Linked DNA regions of Mus musculus: region 1 is linked to region 2. Evidence: chromatin contacts called from public HiChIP or PLAC-seq data. All regions are on one chromosome and are shown on one strand. Each heading gives the region's core, a stretch centred on a gene start, on an enhancer-like site or on the middle of the called end of the contact. The rest is flanking DNA. Distances are from core to core; before and after follow the strand shown.

Region 1 (3,868 bases), core at 1,182-3,681, 1.4 Mb after region 2:
GAAACCTCACTAGGGTCACCCTTATAGAATCCTACGGCTATCTACTGCCATATGTTTCACATCACCCCACCCCCACCCCCAACTGTCCTCCAGTTCTAATCATCTCTTCCCATACTCTCTCTCCATCCTCCCAAAAATAAAATCTTTGGGGGTGGGGGCTCTAACTTTGTTTCAGAAACTGACTAGCCCCATAATAATAATAATAATAGTCACCACAATTCCAGTTTGGCCTGAGTCAAGGGAAACTTGCTGGAGAAGACAGCAACAGTGTACTCATATTAAATAAATAAATAAATCTTTAAAAAATACTAGAAGAATTATTTCTAAAAAAATAAAAATAAAAAAAAAAATAAGATTAAGGACAAGCCTGGACTACAGACCCTTTCTCAGGAAAAAAAAAGGACAGCTTTGGACAGGCCAGATGGCATAGCACATAAAGATGCTTGCCACCAAGCCTGGCAAACGTAGTTTGATCCCGAGTGAAAACTGACTCCTTAGTCAGCACAAGGCAGACATACACAGAGACACAGACACACTCACACACACCACTAAACACAATGTTTGGATGGTTGATTGTTTTTCTTTTTTTAAAAGATTTATTTGCTTATTTTATGTATGAGTAGTGTTAGGAAAGACCCACAGGAGAGATGGTTGTGTCATGTGACATGATGGGGTGTCCAAAGGCTGGAGTGATGGATCTACGAGTCACTGGAATTCCAAGGGTGTCCAGCAAGTGTGCCTTCCGCCTAGCAGGCTTCAAGGGAGCATGGCCCTACCAGTAACTTGAGTTTTAGACCTCCAGCCTCTAGAACTCCTGGGGTCTTTTTTTTTCTTTTTGGCATAATTTTTTTCTTCCTGTGAACTCAGAACCTCTGGAAGAGCAGCCAGTGCTCTTAACTGCTGTGCCATCTCTCCAGCATCTCTCCAGCCCCGACTGGTTTTTTGAAACGGGGTCTCTTTATGCTGTCCTGTTGGTCTTGGAGCTTGCTGTATAGTTCAGGCTGTCCTCAAACTCACAAGAGATCCTCTTGCCTCTGGCTCCTGAGCGCAGGTTATTAAAAGCATGTGCCACCATGATCTTTATTGTAGCTATGAGGGAGGGAACAGTCAGAGGCATCCGGAAGAGCCCAGAGCTGAGAAAGAACAGAGTGGACTGAATAGGGTCAGCTGACTGGACCTGACTGTGAGGGGAGCAGGAGCTGTGCAGAGAGGGAGAGACAAGACAAGACCAAGAGGGCACAGAGCTGAAATCGCAGGGTTATGAGGAGAAATGAGTAGCTGGGGAAGGGAAGCCCATGAGTGACGTTTAGGGGAGGGAGCAAAGCGCACATTAGCCCACAGACCTGGAGGCTAGTGTGCGCTTCCCTATGCTGACAGGCACCTCAGACAGCCATGTTCCTTCTGCCAGTGGTAAGGGAAATGACGTGGCTCCTTTGATAAAGGGGAAGCAGCTCCAGAATCTCAGGAAATGCAGTTTCCTTTGCACCTGACACAGAGAGAGAGACCCTGCCTGAAAAAAAGAAGTATCTGGGCATGGCAACCCAAAACTTTAATCCCAGCAAAGGCAGGCAGATCTCTGAGAGTTTGGGTGGGCAGGAGTGTGGCAATCAGAGGACAACTATAAGAAGTCTGCTCTCTTCTTCCACCCAGCAGGAACTGGGGATATTAGCTCATTTGTCTTGTGCACAAGTGCTTTTACCTGCTGAGCCATCTCGCTGGCCCAGAAAAGTTAACAGTTAAAAACTAGCACAAACTTGGTGGTGGTACAAGCCTTTAATCTCAGAACTCAGACGGCAGAGGCAGGTGGATCTCTGTTCGAGGTTACGCCTGGTCGACAGCCTGAGTTCCAAGACAGCCAAGGCAACACAGTGAAACCCTGTCTTGAAAAAAAAATAAAAATAAAAACCATCACAAAACAGGCTTTAGAATCATTCTCTCATAACAGTTACCTGGGATTGAACCCACAGTGTGACATTCACTATGTATACATTAGTTCATTCATTGTCCCCTAAGACAGGCAAGGTAAATACTAATTAACATAACCTATTAAATAGCGGGAAAACACAGCTCCAGGGAGTTTACTTTTTATGGTTAGGTTTACTCAAGTGGGGTACAGATTCTACTTGTTCCCTCCGCCCCGCCCCTCACTCTCTCACAAGGCACGCCCTTGGTCGGCCCCGCCCACCTGGGCTCCCAACTCCGCCCAGAACTCCCCATCTTTGTCCACGTCCAGCCCCGCTCCTCTCCCGGATCTACCAGGCCCCGCCCCCGTCGGCCCCACCCCTCACTCGGCGGCTCCGCCCCTCACTCCGGTTTTACCGGCCTTCGGGCTGGCCCTTTACCGGTATCCCACCAGACCCCGCCCCCGGCAGGCCCCGCCCCTCTTAGAGGAGCGGTGTCTGCAGTTGCAGGCCATGGCCACAGGGCGGCAGCCGCGTGACTCGGGCTGGGCCGCTCTGGGCCGCGCTCCTCGTTCACCCTCGGACTCGGCTCCCACTGCTAGTGGCAGCTCTGCCCGCGCCGAGAGCCGACCTGCCGGGCTCCTAAGCGGCGGACCCACCACCTCGGCTCCTCCGAGCCGGACCGAGGCCGCAAGCAGCACCGCGGGGTGTGGGGCGGACCCAGGATATGAAATGACAACGTCAACCCTCCAGGTACTTGGGTGCGGCGCGCCCGCGGAGGCCCAAGGCGGCAGGGCCTGCGGGCCGCGGAGCGGACGGGCGGTGGCCTCCTCGGAGCCCGGCCTGGCGGTCCCTGTCAGGCTGCCTCGTCCCACCCGCGCTGCAGCCTCTCCCGCGCTCGGAGCCCGAAGGACGTCTCCACTGAGCCCCGGCCCAAGCCGAACCGGCGGGCCGGAGCCCAGGACGCGCAGCCGGGGCTGAACTGCCGCCTTGCAGCGGCGCCGCCTCCCCCTGAGCGCGCCCGGGTCCCGCAGGTCGCTCCGGGAGCGGCGTTCACCCGCTCCTGCCAGGCGCCCTGGCAGCCCCCTGAGCTGCTTCCAACGAGCCCCGGGTTTCTCGGCCAGCCACCCTTCATTCATTCCCTACGTCCTGCAGGGTGATGCTGGGGTGGCGCCGCCCGGATGAAGGAAGGGCTCGTTCTAGAGCTGTCAGAAAGCATAAACACTGTCAGGCCTCAGGCTTGTGTTTAAATCCCAGCCCTGCCACTCACCAGTGTGTCTAGGTTTTGGATGTTGGAATGTTGGATTTCCTCATCACTAAAATAGGCAGTGCCCTTGTAGGGTGGTTGTCAGACGACTTGAGACAATAATTCAGGGAAAGCAATTATAACATAGGTTCAGCATATCATGTACTCGGTAAGCCTTTGCTAATAAAGTAAGCGTTTGGGTGGAACCAAGTAAGACTTTATGAAGGAAGGGACTTTAGCCAGAGCATCAAAGAGTGAGTGATATTTGCATATCTGGTGGTGGTGGTGGCTGCTCCAAGTAGAAATACAGGAGTAAATTTCTGTTCTAGGCTTGAAATTAGATGGAATTCAGAACTAGAACCCACCATTCACTGCAGAAACTGTTCTGTTTGTTCTTAGGGTTAAACCAACTTCGGCCTGATCCCACCTGCCTGGCCAGAGTTAGCACTACATGTGAACCAAGAATATTATCCAACTTTTAGGAAACAGTTTTATGAAGAGCTAGCACTCATGCTATAACGGTCACATATTTAAACTGTACCATCCAGGGCTTTTAGAGGTTTGAATCATCACCAAAGAAACTCTACGCCTTTAACCACTGCTCCTCAGCCCTACTGTCCCATGTAGCATACTCTGTGGCATTGTACGTTGTTGTGTTTGCGTGCATATGTATGTATGGTGTGCATGTGTTGTCTGGGTATGACAGTGCCCGCACACGCAT
Region 2 (3,772 bases), core at 600-3,099:
GAAGTTTGGGGTGGGGCAAGAAGAGAGGGGAGGGAGGGTTGACAGAGCAGGTTACTGATACTGGCTCGTTCACTCTTTCATTCAACAAATTGTCCTTCAAAACTCCCACTAGGAGCCAGGACAGTGTTGATCTCTGCACTAAAATGCTTAGATACCACAGTCAGATTCCTTAACTCACGCACAGGGCCCCTCCCTACATGCAGGTGGCTTGCTTGCTACCTGGTCCTGATTCAAGGTCTGAGAGGAGTTGGTCAGAAACTTGACCGAGAAAAAAAGAGAAGAGGTCATCTGCCGAAAAAGTACTTGAAGAATCTTTTGCTGAAGGGGGAAGCTTTAGAGCTAGCCAGAGGTCCAGGGACGACAAGTTTTGAGAGTTCTGGGGAGGGGGGTCTGGAGAGATGGCTCCGCAGTTCAAAACATTGGCTGTTTTTTCCAGAGAACCTGGATTCAATTCCCAGCACCCACAGGCCAATCACTCACAATTGTAATTCCAGTACCAGGGGATCTGACATCCTCACACAGATATACATGCAGGCAAAACACCAATGCACATAAAATAAAACTAAATAAATTAAATAAAAAATAAAAAAAAAGAGCCCGGCAGTGGTGGCGCATGCCTTTAATCCCAGCACTTGGGAGGCAGAGGCAGGTAGATCTCTGGGTGATCTCTGGGTGTTTGAGGCCAGCCTGCTCTACAGAGAGAGTTCCAGAACAGCCAGGGCTACATAGTGTTAGACCCTGTGTTTAAAAGAAAAAAAAATCCTGGGAAAGGGATGGGGGCATTCACAAGGGCATCCAGGGCTCTGGAACAAGCAAGTGTTCTGGGGGAAAAGCCTGGAGGGTTGAGAAAGAGGCTGAGGGTGTCTCTGGAAAGAGCCTAGGGGGATGAAGATGTTGGTATTCCAGAATCCTACCATATCGGGTTGTTGAGACCTACGCTCAGGATCAGTGTCAGGCTCAGAAATTCAGGCACCTCTTAAAATCCATCAGACCACCCCTGAGTATGCCTGACCTACCTCAAAAGATGAGATGTTGCAGGAAACAGGAACGCCAAGAGGTGGAGGATAGGGACAGGGGGTTGGAGAGAGCTAATAGCATCTGGTTAATAATGGGAGGGGTAGGGGATTGGAGTCAGCTTGTTGGTCAGGCCAGCTCTCTGTTACACCATAACTCATTTTTGCCTTTGACCCCCATGGCCAATGTATGTTCCCAGTACGCATACCCAGACCTTACCAGGTTAGTCACTTATATCCCAGAAACAAAATCTGTAACTCCCCAGAAAGCAGTACCCGCTGAGTGGTTACACGCTTGCCTGGCCTAGCTATGAGCCCTATTTATAAGGAAGACGTTGTCGAAAAGGCTCTCTGATCCTACAGCGGGAAACTGAGGCTGGCTGAAAAAGTGGGAAGGGATGAGGGGCAGAACTTCAACCCAGAAGGTGTGCGACGGTTAGGCCAGATTCTGGTTCCCTTATCTAAGCCTCTCCAGACCCTAAGCACTTCCTCCAACCACCCCAACTTTCCGTGTCAGCTCCAAGAACCTGTTTATGGTGACAGGAAGGGAGCCTGAGGTCTTTAGAGCTGCAGAGATCTGGGTAAGAGGCAAGTAGGAGGGGTTCCCTAGCGCCCCCTACCCCAGATTTAAGGTCTGCATGCAGTTCCCAGGAAGCTGTCCGGTTCCCGCAGACACCTTCGCTCTCCCTTCGCTCTCCCTTTCCACAAGCTGGTTGACACGGTAGGCAGACCACTCTGCCGGGTAACTCGCGAAGGCGGAGCGAGCTGTGGGCGCCCCTTCGGGGTGCGGGAGCCGGAGGGGAGCGCAGGAGGTGGGGCCCAGAGGGGCGGGGCGGGGCGGCGGAGAGGAGGGAGGGGCAGGCGCCGGCCGCGGCGACAGCGGCAGCTGCAGCGCGAGCAGGCCGGGCAACGCCGAGAGTACCGACAGCGCGAGGTCCTTGCAGCCCAGCGCAGCCATGTGAGTGTCCGCGCCGTTTCCTAAGGCCGTGGCGGGGAGAAGGGGCGAGCTGTGGATCCCGTGCGTCCTGCACCCGCGCCGCCCATCGGCTCCCGGACTTGCGACCGGGTCCCGCCTCACCCCGTTCTCGCGACCCGGATCGCGCCGTGTCTTTTCTCCCCACCCCCACCCCCACCCCGGGCACGGAGAACGCAGCTTCGCCCCACAAAAGCCGCCGCCTCCGGCTCTGCCGCGCCCGCCGCCTCCTCCCTTCCCTTCCGCGCCCAGGCCGCCACGGCAGTGCCCCGGGGCTCCACTGTGGGCAGGCCCGAGGGCGAGCCTGAGACGCCTTTCTGGGCCTGGGATTGGCTTTATCCTGGAGCCTGCGGTGCGGCAGAGGCTGATCTGGGAATGGGAACGGGGCGACAGGGTGCAGGAGACCCCCTAGATGAGCTAGCTAGTGTTCCTGGCCCTGGTCGACCTAAGCTGCTTTGGGGCCAGGCCCGAGGTGACTGAAGACTGAATTTGCCCGAGGCCACACTCTCCACCCAAACCGAAGCTGAAGCTGGAGAAGGTCGTTTTGGCGGCGGTCGACAGACCCTGTCCCTGGAAATGGAAGCTGCTATGGGGACTCAGCAAACAGTCAGAACTAAGCATCCTGTAGAACTGGTTTGGGGAAGGGGTTGTTCAACCAGGGCTAGAGCCCCGGCTATGTCAGCTTTTAGGACCCTCTGTCCTCCTATCTTAAGTTAAGTCTGAGTGTGACCTCTCTTACCGGCCCTTCCAAATCATTTCTGATGTGCGTGCAGGCTGGTCTCGTGTGTAAAATCTAATACAATAATAACGGTGTCCTGGCCACCGTCTATGTGGCTGCGTGCGTCTTGGACCTGCACATTCGACTGACATGCAGCCTTCTGAGAAGGTGTATGACCATCTGGCAGATGTAAATACTGGGCCAGAGAGGTTAGCAGCATTTTCAAGGTCACACAGCTGGGTTGGGAAGAAGCAAGAATTCACTATCCACCTCTCTAGTATTGACAGTGGGGGTTGGGAGCACTACAGCCGGACAAGGACTGCCAAGGCTCCCTCGTCTACCTCCCACACAGTCCTGGGCCCTGTGGGCAGCAGAGCGAGATGAGCAGTCCCTGGGCCTGGGTTTGGGTGGGAGGGAGGGGAGCGCACAAGGCGTTTGGACTAGGATCTGCCTAGGTGGAAAACCAGGCGAGGAGGGCGAGAGTGAGTCAGAGCGTTCCCAATCCGCCACCGCTGGGACTCGCGACCTAGCCAGACCTAGCCGGGGGAGGCTGTCCAGCTCCCAGAACGCGGCGGGACAGGGAATGTGACCAGCTGACCAGGGAGGAGGCTGGCAGGAAGTGAGGCCACTAAGTAGTCTCCACCCGGTTCCGGGGTGGGGTGGGGGTCTTAGGCCATAGCAGGCCCCCCTCCCCTTTTCAGTGGCAGTTCTGGTTGGCGGCTGCCAGATGACGTCAGCAACTAGGTTTGGGGCAGTTGCCATGGAGACAGGGACAGGCTTTTGCGCGCGACCCCCTTCTCCCTTGCAGCCACCCTTTTGCCTGGGTTATTTATAGCTTCTGTTTACCTCAGTCTACTGTAGCCCTACAGCTGAGTCGGGCTGGACCTAGAGACTCGTGGAGAGGCTGTAGCTAGTGTGGTGTGCGCTAGGTGAACAGTACTATTGGTCTTACTTTCCGCCCCATGCTGGTGGTTTTGTCCTGGCACACAGGAACGATCGGGAGGTCTATGGAAAGTGGGTTCGTGCAGGCAATTAAGATTCCATTCGCTGTCGAGCTGCACGCCTCAT

The links. HiChIP or PLAC-seq counts read pairs in DNA pulled down with a chosen protein or histone mark.
Region 1: a contact with region 2 is called in a FOXA1 HiChIP or PLAC-seq map of pancreatic cancer cells. The contact joins the promoter of Vps4a here to the promoter of Ripor1 in region 2. A contact is called at or near these places in 1 of 39 promoter capture datasets (liver), 1 of 115 datasets of contacts at active chromatin or transcription factors (pancreatic cancer cells) and 1 of 9 other capture datasets (liver).

Annotation. Positions count from the first base shown.
Region 1 is chr8:107,028,838-107,032,705 of GRCm38.p6, forward strand. It overlaps Vps4a (vacuolar protein sorting 4A), which reads left to right and starts at 2,432. Exons shown (of 11, transcript NM_126165.2): 1 at 2,432-2,654. The coding sequence starts at 2,634.
Region 2 is chr8:105,603,380-105,607,151 of GRCm38.p6, forward strand. It overlaps Ripor1 (RHO family interacting cell polarization regulator 1), which reads left to right and starts at 1,850. Exons shown (of 22, transcript NM_001081241.2): 1 at 1,850-1,971.